Linked DNA regions of Siniperca chuatsi: region 1 is linked to region 2. The links are chromatin contacts, called in public Hi-C maps. All regions are on one chromosome and are shown on one strand. Each heading gives the region's core, a stretch centred on a gene start, on an enhancer-like site or on the middle of the called end of the contact. The rest is flanking DNA. Distances are from core to core; before and after follow the strand shown.

Region 1 (4,782 bases), core at 265-2,764, 38 kb before region 2:
TGGCGTTAGTTTTTTTCTACGTTAGTTGATTTACCTACTGCCAAAACTATTACTAAGATGTTGGAACATCAAAATAGATACATTTTTTTTCAAGAGTGCAGCCACTGCAGTTCGGTTTTTATCCTTGTTTTCTTGTGCTTGCAAATTTTGCATGTTGTGCCCCCCGAAATTACAAACTTTTATGGCAGACAGTAATAACTTTTATATGGTAAGACAGATGTCATCAGGTCAAAGATTCTGGCCTTGACTCAATTTATGTCGTTAATGTGTTTTGGCTTTGTAGGGCAGAACTGATAACTGCACCATATGAATGGTTGTGATGCTTTATTGCTTTAAGTGCAGGTGAGACGGAAAACACGGACCATCCTTCTGGCCTAACTTGCACATTACCATTTAGAGGTCAGTTTGGTGTCACATTAAGCATTGATTTGTCTTTTCCTGTCTGTGGAGATTTCTTGCAGCGATCCAGACTGGATGCCCACCTTTTATTTAAAGCAAACATGGAAGGTCTGCAAGGTATTACTTAACAGGGACTTCTTTGCAGCACCGTTCTTGCCTCTTGTAGTGCATCGTTAACGTCTTTTCCCTCCTACCTTTACTTGCTAATGCATTAGGCAAAGACCAGGCACCCCGCCTCTGGCCACAATGGCTTACATTACACACTTTTCTCTTCTGTTGGACTCTGTGACCCATAAAGCAAAGGACAGTGTGCTTGTTGCAGACTCACTGTGTGATCTCTCCTTTAATCCGAAAGTACTAGGGCATTAAATTCATTTGGAGTCGAACTCTGGACGTCTGGAGGTCGTTCTGTCCTGTTCTGCCGAATAGACTGTTACAGCAGAGAATGTCCTGCTGTCTGTATGGAGACGCTGTTGTTTCAGCTGGAGTGATGATGTGGGGATATGTCTGCTGGTGTATTAGCAAGACATGTACTGTATAGCCAGGGAAATTGTGTTATGTCTGCAACTGTGAAGGCATACAGTTACTCATCTATGTCTCATCATCGATTAAAACTTACACAACATCAGTGCAAAATCTTTTCATGAACAATCAGTTTACACTTCCCTGTCTGTAACCACTAGACTTCATGTAAAATACGTCTGTAGTCGTGATTTTTTATGAATGAATGTCTGGATTTGTCCACCAGTGGCTGCTGTTGACTCAGTAAAACAGACGCGCCTGGTAACTGTTTCCACGACGCTGCTGTGTACGAGGCAGGCTGCACGTTGCCGAGGTGTTGGGTTCGCATGGCAACTGGCCAGGCTGTCAGCTGCCTGCTTACTGGCAGCCTGTGTGGGTCAAAGTCAGAGACTGCAGCTAATACTGCTCTCTCTCTCTCTCATTCACACACAGACAGACACTTTGACCACACACACACACACACACACACACACACACACACACACACACACACACACACACACACACACACAGACAGACACACACACACACACACACACACACACAGCATGATCTCATTTTCTCTCTCTTCTTTGCATTTCACTCTCCTCTCATGTACAGACAAATCCTCTATATTTTGGATCCCACAGCGTACTGTGACCACATTTACCTTCCTGCAGATATACTGTACATCTGTGAGAGAGTGTGTGTGTGTGTCCCGTTCCCTCACTGTATTCCTCTGTTTCAGTGTATTCCCTGTCTGAGGTTTCTGTGTCAGATCCCAAAGTCTTTCTAGGCAGCAGAACAAAACCCCATCTTCACTTTCACTCCATGGAGCAGAGCACAGCCAACAACATAGCAGCAGGATTTGGCCCGAATGGGCTACAAGGAGAATGGTTGGAAAGGACTGGAAAGAGCAGGTGGAGATCTTTGGCAAGTGTGTTTTGCTGGTATGCATGCATGCGTGTGTGTGTGTGTGTGTGTGGTGAGGGACATACGAATAGAAACTTGTCAGATTTCCAGCAGATATTTGATATGCGTTCACACAGAAACAATTTTGTAGGTAACATGATGCCATTTGAGCCGCTGCTGATAATGTATCTATTTTTGGGTAAGGCCACATAATGAAACACAGCATGATGCTGTAGAAACTTTAGAAAGATTAGTTTGCAAAAAGGGGTCATGTGTGGGGGCGGACAATAAAAATAGAGACGTGATCGGTCAACAATGCTTCTCATAACCTTCAGTCTGGTCCGTGAATACACATGTGCATGGTTTTCTGTGCTATTTTTGTCTGTCAGCATTTACACTTTGTCTTTTTTATAAGAGAGCTGGATTATTCTCATCACTATTGTCATCTCTTCTCTCTGAGCTTGTCAGGCTGTCTGTCACCGAGACCACTTTCGCCTGCCTGTTTGTCAGTCTGTTAGTCTGTCACTTGTTCGTACAGTAGCACTGTGATTAACTGTGCCTGTCTTTAAGTGTCCTGAATAGGAGGTCATAGCTTGTCAATCATAATTTAATTTACACCATTGAAATCACCATGGTTTTATTTCCCCTCCTGCTAAACCACAGTGGCTATTTTGCTAGATTATTAGCCCCCTGACCACTTAAATTAATAAAATCTAAAGTTAACAGAAGAGGAGTTATACATAAAAACAAAAACGCTGAAATAGCACAACAAAATAGGCAAATTAAATGTGGGCTCTTAAACATCAGATCTCTGTCATCTAAAGCTGTACTGGTGAACGATTTAATATCAGAGTATCATATTGACTTATTTTGTCTTACTGAAACCTGGCTGGGTCATGAAGAATATGTTAGCCTAAATGAATCCACTCCGCCCAGTCATATTAATACTCATATTCCTTAAGGTACTGGCCGAAGAGGTGGAGTTGCAGCCATCTTCGATTCAAGCCTATTAATCAACCCTAAACCTAAACTAAATTATAACTCATTCGAAAACCTTGTTCTTAGTTTTTCTCACCCAACTTGGAAAACACAACAGCCTATTTGTTATAGTGTACTGCGCTCCTGAGTTTTTATTTGAATTCTCAGATTTTTTATCAAGTTTAGTCCTTAAAACAGATAAAGTGGTTATTGTAGCTGATTTCAATGTTCATTCAATATTCGGAAGCGATCCCATCTGCATTTAATTCAATATTATGTCTCAATATGACAGAGGACTCCTATATTAACTTCAGCCCCTCCCAAATTGACCATCTAGTTGATAGCGCTGCAGGCTCACTGTGAACGACACTTGATTCTATCGCTCCTCTAAAAAAGAAGATAATAAAACAAAGAAGGTTAGCTCCGTTGTATAACCCCCAAACCCGTAATTAAAGCAAACATCACGAAAACTTGAAAGGAAATGGCGTTCCAACAACCTGGAAGAATCCTGTTTAATCTGGCAAGATAGTCTTAAAACATATAGGAAGACCCTACGTAATGCCAGAGCAGCTTACTACTCATCATTAATAGAGGAAAATAAAAACAACCCCAGGTTTCTTTTCAGCACTGTAGCCAGGCTGACAGAGAATCACAGCTCTATTGAACCATGTATTCCTATAGCTCTCAATAACAATGACTTCATGAGCTTCTTTAATGATAGAATTTTAACTATTAGAGAAAAAATTCATCAAGTCCTGCCTTTAACCGTTGCCGACTTGTCTTCAAACACAGGAACCTTGGAAACAGCTGTAGAGCCTGATGTGTGTTTTGGCTGCTTTGCTCCTGTCAACCTTCTTCAGACTTCTGACTTCGACGATTAATTCATCTAAGCCATCAACCTGTCTCTTAGACCCTATTCCAACTAGGCTGCTTAAAGACGTTTTACCCTTAATTAGCACTTCTTTACTGGATATGATCAATCTGTCTTGATTAACAGGCTATGTAACACAGTCCTTTAAAGTAGCTGTAATTAAACCGCTTCTTAAAAAGCCCACTCTTGATCCTGGGGTTTTAGCCAACTATAGACCTATATCTAACCTTCCCTTTCTTTCTAAGATCCTTGAGAAAGCAGTCGCCAATCAGTTGTGTAACTTTCTAAATAACAATAGTTTATTTGAGGATTTTCAGTCTGGGTTTAGAGTGCATCATAGCACAGAGACAGCACTGGTGAAAATTACAAATGACCTTTTTTATTGCATCAGACAATGGACTTGTCTCTGTACTTATCTTGTTAGATCTTAGTGCTGCAATTCAACACCATTGACCACCACATCCTATTACAGAGACTGGAACTTGTAATTGGCATTAAAGGAACCGCACTAAGCTGGTTTAAATCCTATCTATCACATCGATCTCAGTTTGTACATGTTAACGGTGAGTCCTCCGTGCACGCCAAAGTTAGTCATGGAGTTCCACAAGGTTCTGTGCTTGGACCGATTCTATTCACCTTATATATGCTTCCTCTAGGCAGTATTATTAGGAAGCACTCCATAAATTTTCATTGCTATGCAGATGATACCCAATTATATCTATCGATCAAGCCAGATGAAACTAACCAGTTAACTAAACTTCAGGCATGCCCTAAGGAAATATAGACCCGGATGACCTGCAACTTTCTGATGTTAAAATCTGACAAAATTGAAGTTATTATACTTGGTCCCAAACACCTCTGAGACAACTTATCTAAAGATATAGTTACTCTAGATGGCATTGCCCTGGCCTCCAGCATCACCGTAATGAACCTTGGAGTTATCTTTGATCAGGATTTATCCTTTAACTCCCACATAAAACAAACTTCAAGGACTTCCTTTTTTCACTTACGTAATATTGCAAACATCAGGCACATCCTGTTCGAAAATGATGCTGAAAAACTATTCCATGCATTTGTTACTTCTAGGCTGGACTACTGCAATTCCTCATTATCCGGCTGCC
Region 2 (5,471 bases), core at 1,429-3,928:
CCATTTCTTAATGAAACGTTTAAAAAAGGAGTCTCGTTGTGTGGGTGCCGCAGTCTCCACCCCCTTCTGGTGGCGTGAGAGGATCTAACCTTGTGGTCTGAGAGACCCCAGCCCTTCAAAACACTATATACTGTATAATTAATGGGTGGGTGTCAAGCTGCGAACACCGACCCCTAAACCGAGTGATGATAGGCCGACTGATGATGAGCAGCTGAGACAGCATCCTGATCATGTTCAGCGTTGATTGGGTGGCTTAGCTGTCATTAAATCAACCAGTTAGTTGAATAAACACGTTACTGGACTCTAGAGGGGGAATATTTCATTAACTTGGGGTAGAGATGTTCGAAGGGGAACTAAGTTGCAACCTAAAACATCCTTGCTTCCTTTGAGGTGGCGAACTCAGAAAGAATCCTTCAAAGTCCAATCATGTCGCTGGAAAATATGCAGCCTCCTAATGAAGTGGTGTGCTGCTGTATTTTTTTCACCTTGAAACCTTTGCTCAAAGCCTCCCTGGGGACACTGCACTTGATTAATGATTATATGGAAAGCGATTTACAGTGCACTCTCAAACGGCCATTAAAATTCCCGAGTCAACCTGATTCATCTGTAATGCTTGTTTTAAAAAAATCTGAAACCGAATGTTAAGTTTCAGTGTGAAAAGTAGTATGTCTTCTTACTGAAGCAGGCTAAACCATGGGAGTAGTCTCAGTGCCAGCAGTGAACCTGCTCACATGTCCTAATTCAGAATGGAGCCACTGCGCCTTTAAAGCGTAATAATATCTCCAAGGTGGTTTAAAAGCAGGCCTGCAATCACCCACCGTCAAACTTTACAACATTATTTAAAAATCATCACATATACCGCATTTGCAACACAAAAAGCGCACCACCCACGAGTGTGTGGGTTAGGTTTATATAGTGTCGGCTTTGCGTAATGGCTGTTTAAATCTCCCCAAAACCACTAAACATTTCAGCTTGTTTAAACACGAGCGATGACCTAGCCAGAGGAAAGGCAAGGGCGAGCTACACATTAATGACCAGTGGTTACATTTCGCAAATAGAGGTCGATTGGTGTTCTTTCTTTTTTGTCCAGTTTGCTCGCTGGGAACACACGACTCACCTTGACAGCTGACAGCGTCAAAAATAATAGAGTCAAACTGTCAATAAAGTTCATGGTGTTGGAAATCCAATCCAAAGGCAGGCGACGTTTCAAAATCCAAGAAGCCAATGTGGCGATTTGTTCTCAAACAAGAGCAAGTATAACAACAACAACACAAGAGAACCGGCTAAAACTTCTCTAAATAAGGGGCAGGGGGTTGTAATGGCAAATCCATGTTGGTCCCGGGGTCGGAGCATACAATCCTTTGCGCATAACTTCTTCCTTCTCAACTGTTGCCAATGGTTTTCAAGATATCCAGAAACACGAGAATCCAAGACGCATAACGTCTCACATTGTTCCGCAGCAGACCTTTATTTTCTTGCAAGGGAATAGCAATCCACATTACAAAATTAATCCCATGCTTGTTGCGCCAGCAGTCTCCAAGTATCTGTCCATTGGAAACTTGTAGCCTACTCCTATGTGCAACTTGAACCAATGGATCAGGATGACGTTCAGTGAAAAAGAAAACCACGCTGAGAGATAGTCGTCCTACAAAACTTTGTCTATGTGCTCCGAGTTTTTTATATTCCTCTGTCACTGGGAACTAAGCAGTCTCTCTGCTTTCTTCGTTAAGACAGAAACGCTTCTGTCTCGGTTTCTCCATACTGTGGCTTAGTGACAATTTAGCAGCCAAGGTCCGGGGACGCAGATGATTGGTGGATCATTAAAGCAGGGTAGGTGTGTCCTCTATGGGCTGATATACGGCACTACACGCTCCTCTTAAGTTTTTTTTTTTTCAAAAGTTTCAACTATTAAGCGTCGACTCATGTGACCACATCAGCAGCAAGCTATTAAAAACGCAGAGCCGAGTTCAGAGGTGCCGGTCTATTTTATTTTTTTATTAGAGAAAAAATAAATGAGGACATCCTGATATTGTGATAACTAAGCCCATCTCAGCGGCTGAAATATCACCCACTGTTTCCAAGCTTTTAATCCATTTCATCATCTCCACAAGTCATGCTCTGGCTGCATCTTTTGCGCAGCTTTAAACGCCAAGATGCACAATCTAACAATATACAACAACTGCACTATGGGTCGTTGTTGTTGCGCTCATAGTTAGGCCTATATACAGTTTTATAGTCCTACAGACCTTGTTGCTGTAGCAAATTATGACCTTGGATGCTCCCCTTGTGTGATTTTTAGCTAAAAAAAATCAATTTCCTTCGCGATGCCTGTTATAAAATATTATATAAAAAAGGCAAAGTGTGTGTTAACTCAGGCTAAGGTAAGGTGAGTGCCACATCTTCTCGTTTCCAGTTGCCCTGGTGATATTAGGACAAATATTTTCCAGTCTTGTGGCTACTCGGGGTTGTTGGAGAGCGTGTGTGTCCAGACACGTAGCCTGCCTGTGTGTATGTGTGCGTGGGCAGGGAAACGTTGCCGTCTCTGATCCGGCACGAGTTGTCGCCGCATTGCTCCCTGTCACCCCGCTGACGGAGAATGGGTTTTTCTGTGTGATGTTCCGGTCTGCAGTTAGCCGTTGGTCAGGCTCTTTTTTCTTCTTCGAGCAAGAGCTGAGACAGCACTGTGAGGAAGAGGAGGGCATACAGAGAAAAAGGGAGTCTTACAATAGTAAAAGTAACGAAGTCTTATCAAATGTAAAATGAGTATGCAGAATGGCCCCTGTTTTATTATTGTATTATTATTATTTATGCAGTAACATGTAAACAGTAGCCTACTTTATGTAGCTGGTTGATATGGAGCAAATTTTCTATAGCAATGCATTGTATTTTATAATCTGATCATATATTTTCTATGCAAAATATAACTTTTTTTTTTACAACATCTGATAAATAAATGTAGTAGAGTAAAATACAAAATAGCATAAAGTCGAAATAAGTACCTCAAAAGTGGACTTAAGTACATTAGCCTACTTGTTACTTTCCACCACTGGAACACGTTTAATTTATTTGGGCTATTGAGGAGAAATTAGTGTTTTATTGTTTTTTCCTGTGCTTGTTATTAGTTAAAAGCCTGATTTTTAAATGCAGTTCTCTCCTTGAGGCAAAAGCTTACTAAAGTGGAAAAATGAAATTCAGTGGAATGAGTTTAAAGGCTTATTTTCTTCATGTGATTTAAATTATAGCCTAAAAGGTAAAAATTTGGACCAAAAATAAAACGTGTGTTTAATATCTCTTAACAATCAAATGTCACATGTCTTTCTTTAACAACTAGCCGATTCAAGTGATGTTTGAATTGCTATGTCTGTAATATTTCTATATAATATGGTTGTGACAGCTCCACATAATAGTGCTGCCCTCTGCTGGACCAAAAGGCCACTGCAGGACTACCCATGTGTCTACCTTGATCTACCTCCAGCACACTGACAGATTGATAGACACCAAGGAAGTGGAAAGAGCTGATAAGTATGTAATGACATAAGTTGGCAGCTATGTGCCTGACATATTAGGCTTGCTTGCTACAACTCATACCTTACCGTGCATATAAATGGAATGAGGGAGAAAAGAAAACAGAGAGAGACAATGAGAGTTCACAGTGGAGAGTATTGAGGCATGATGGAGCAAGAAAGAAGAGAGGCAGAGTGAGTGATAGATAAGGAGAAAGAGAGCTTTTAGGAAGAGAAGGATTCGGCTGTCATGTTACTGGAGCAGTGCTGAGAGGAGCTCCTTGGCTCGGTACCCGTCTGTAGTTTAATTGAAGAATAACACTTGGGTTCATTAGCGGTGTCACCAAGCTCTTGTTTCTGCTGACTCAGAGTGTGTGTGTTTATCTGTGTGTATGTGTGCACTCAAGTGGGCAAGGTTACAATGGATACTGTACATGTATGTGTGTGTGTGAGTGTATTTGTGCTGACTACATACATACATACACATGCGTAAACACACACACTTTAATAAAGTGCTCCTTTCCTAAATGTACAACAAACAGCCTCCCCTGCATCGATCTGCACATTGACGCATGTTTGTAAACGTCATCATGCTACCAGGAAATCAGGATGATTCCTGTCTGTGCTGAGGGGACTGCAAGCACACTTTAATACTACAGCAAACACTCATTGAGCAGTAACTTTGTCAGAAATACAACGCAAAAGAAAATGAATATGTCTTGTTTTGAAGATGCATTTTCGGTGCTAATGTCGGAGACAAATACATTACGTTTCCTGTGGCTTCTTCACAATAAAAGCCACCCCGTGTTTGACCAGTTGAATGCTTTTGATGTGAACTAGCAGCAGTAAGAAATGTTCGGTTAGCATTATCAGTAACTTAATACAGCTCTGATATGGCGTTAGGAGAGTCAACAGTACACATTGAGGTTGATATCAATGAGATAAAATTACAGTAATGCTGGATTACATGCTTGCATCAATTTGACGCCATACGGAAATGGCGGACCCTGCCACTAATAATGAAAACATCTATATAGAGAGATATATACATACATACATTGGACTGGTATTGCTAAAAAAAACGTCATCTGTAAATAGTGTAAACAATGGGTTTTTAAGAATTATAACTTGAATTATGTTTGTTGAATTAGTGATTTTCCCCTGCAGAAACAATACTGTGTGTGTGTGTGTGTGTGTGTGTGTGTGTGTGTGTGTGTGTGAGCATGTGAGGATGAAAGTCACGTTGTTTAAATGTATAATGTAACAGAGGCATTCCATTACCGAAAGCCTAATGGCTGACTGCCACACTCTTTTATCACCTGGCGCCAAATTACACATTCTTCCTCTCTGTTCCCTCTCCTCCTTTCCGCCTTATACACTCCCTTTTGTAAGAAGTGAGTCTTCGCCTCTTGGCGTGTGTTCGTGAGAGCCTAAGCTGCAGGCAAGTCTGTGGAAGGGAGTGATTTGCACAGCAAGGTGCTACTGACCAAGTTATCGGCGTCGACCTCTTCACCAATCTTATATAAATTATCCAGGAATTAACCTTCACTGCGTGCCCCGATAATGTGTTCTGATAACATTCACTGTTAAACACCATGTGACTGAGCTGCATACGCGTGTGCACATTTACACATAGAGCACTTCTGAAACATTAATGAGATGTATGTGTGTGACCTGTGTTAGGCAGGTTGTTTTAGCCTGTAACAGAGGGCCCATTATGTGTGTGTGTCTCAGATTAGGGTTTTAAAAAAACTTTCAGGAATAGGGATGCAACTCCTAAATTAATCTTTGTGTCTTATCAAATCCCAGGGACAAAGCAACTCTTTCTGTTTAAGTTAGCATTTTCCAAATGTCATTCCATTCCTTGCAGAAAACATCTGACGGCCATTTGGACTCAATGCGACACAGGTGATTTCACTCACTCCTAATAGCGGTGGTATAAATCATCAGTCAATCAGTGTTGCGACC

What was found. A called contact is a pair of places that touch in the nucleus more often than the background predicts.
Region 1: a contact with region 2 is called in a Hi-C map of liver, with 4 times the contacts expected there. The contact joins the enhancer-like site here to the promoter of vegfab in region 2. A contact is called at or near these places in 3 of 3 Hi-C or Micro-C datasets (liver, skeletal muscle and an unstated tissue).

What each region holds. Positions count from the first base shown.
Region 1 is chrLG16:12,844,878-12,849,659 of ASM2008510v1, reverse strand. No RefSeq gene overlaps it. Among protein-coding and RNA genes, the nearest start is that of LOC122863353, 10 kb to the left of the region's middle. Within about 2 kb of position 1,514, the one cell type or tissue checked has an H3K27ac peak away from gene starts, as active enhancers do. A contact at or near this core is called in liver, where this site is marked.
Region 2 is chrLG16:12,807,398-12,812,868 of ASM2008510v1, reverse strand. It overlaps vegfab (vascular endothelial growth factor Ab), which reads right to left and starts at 2,678. Exons shown (of 7, transcript XM_044168691.1): 1 at 1,118-2,678. The coding sequence starts at 1,171.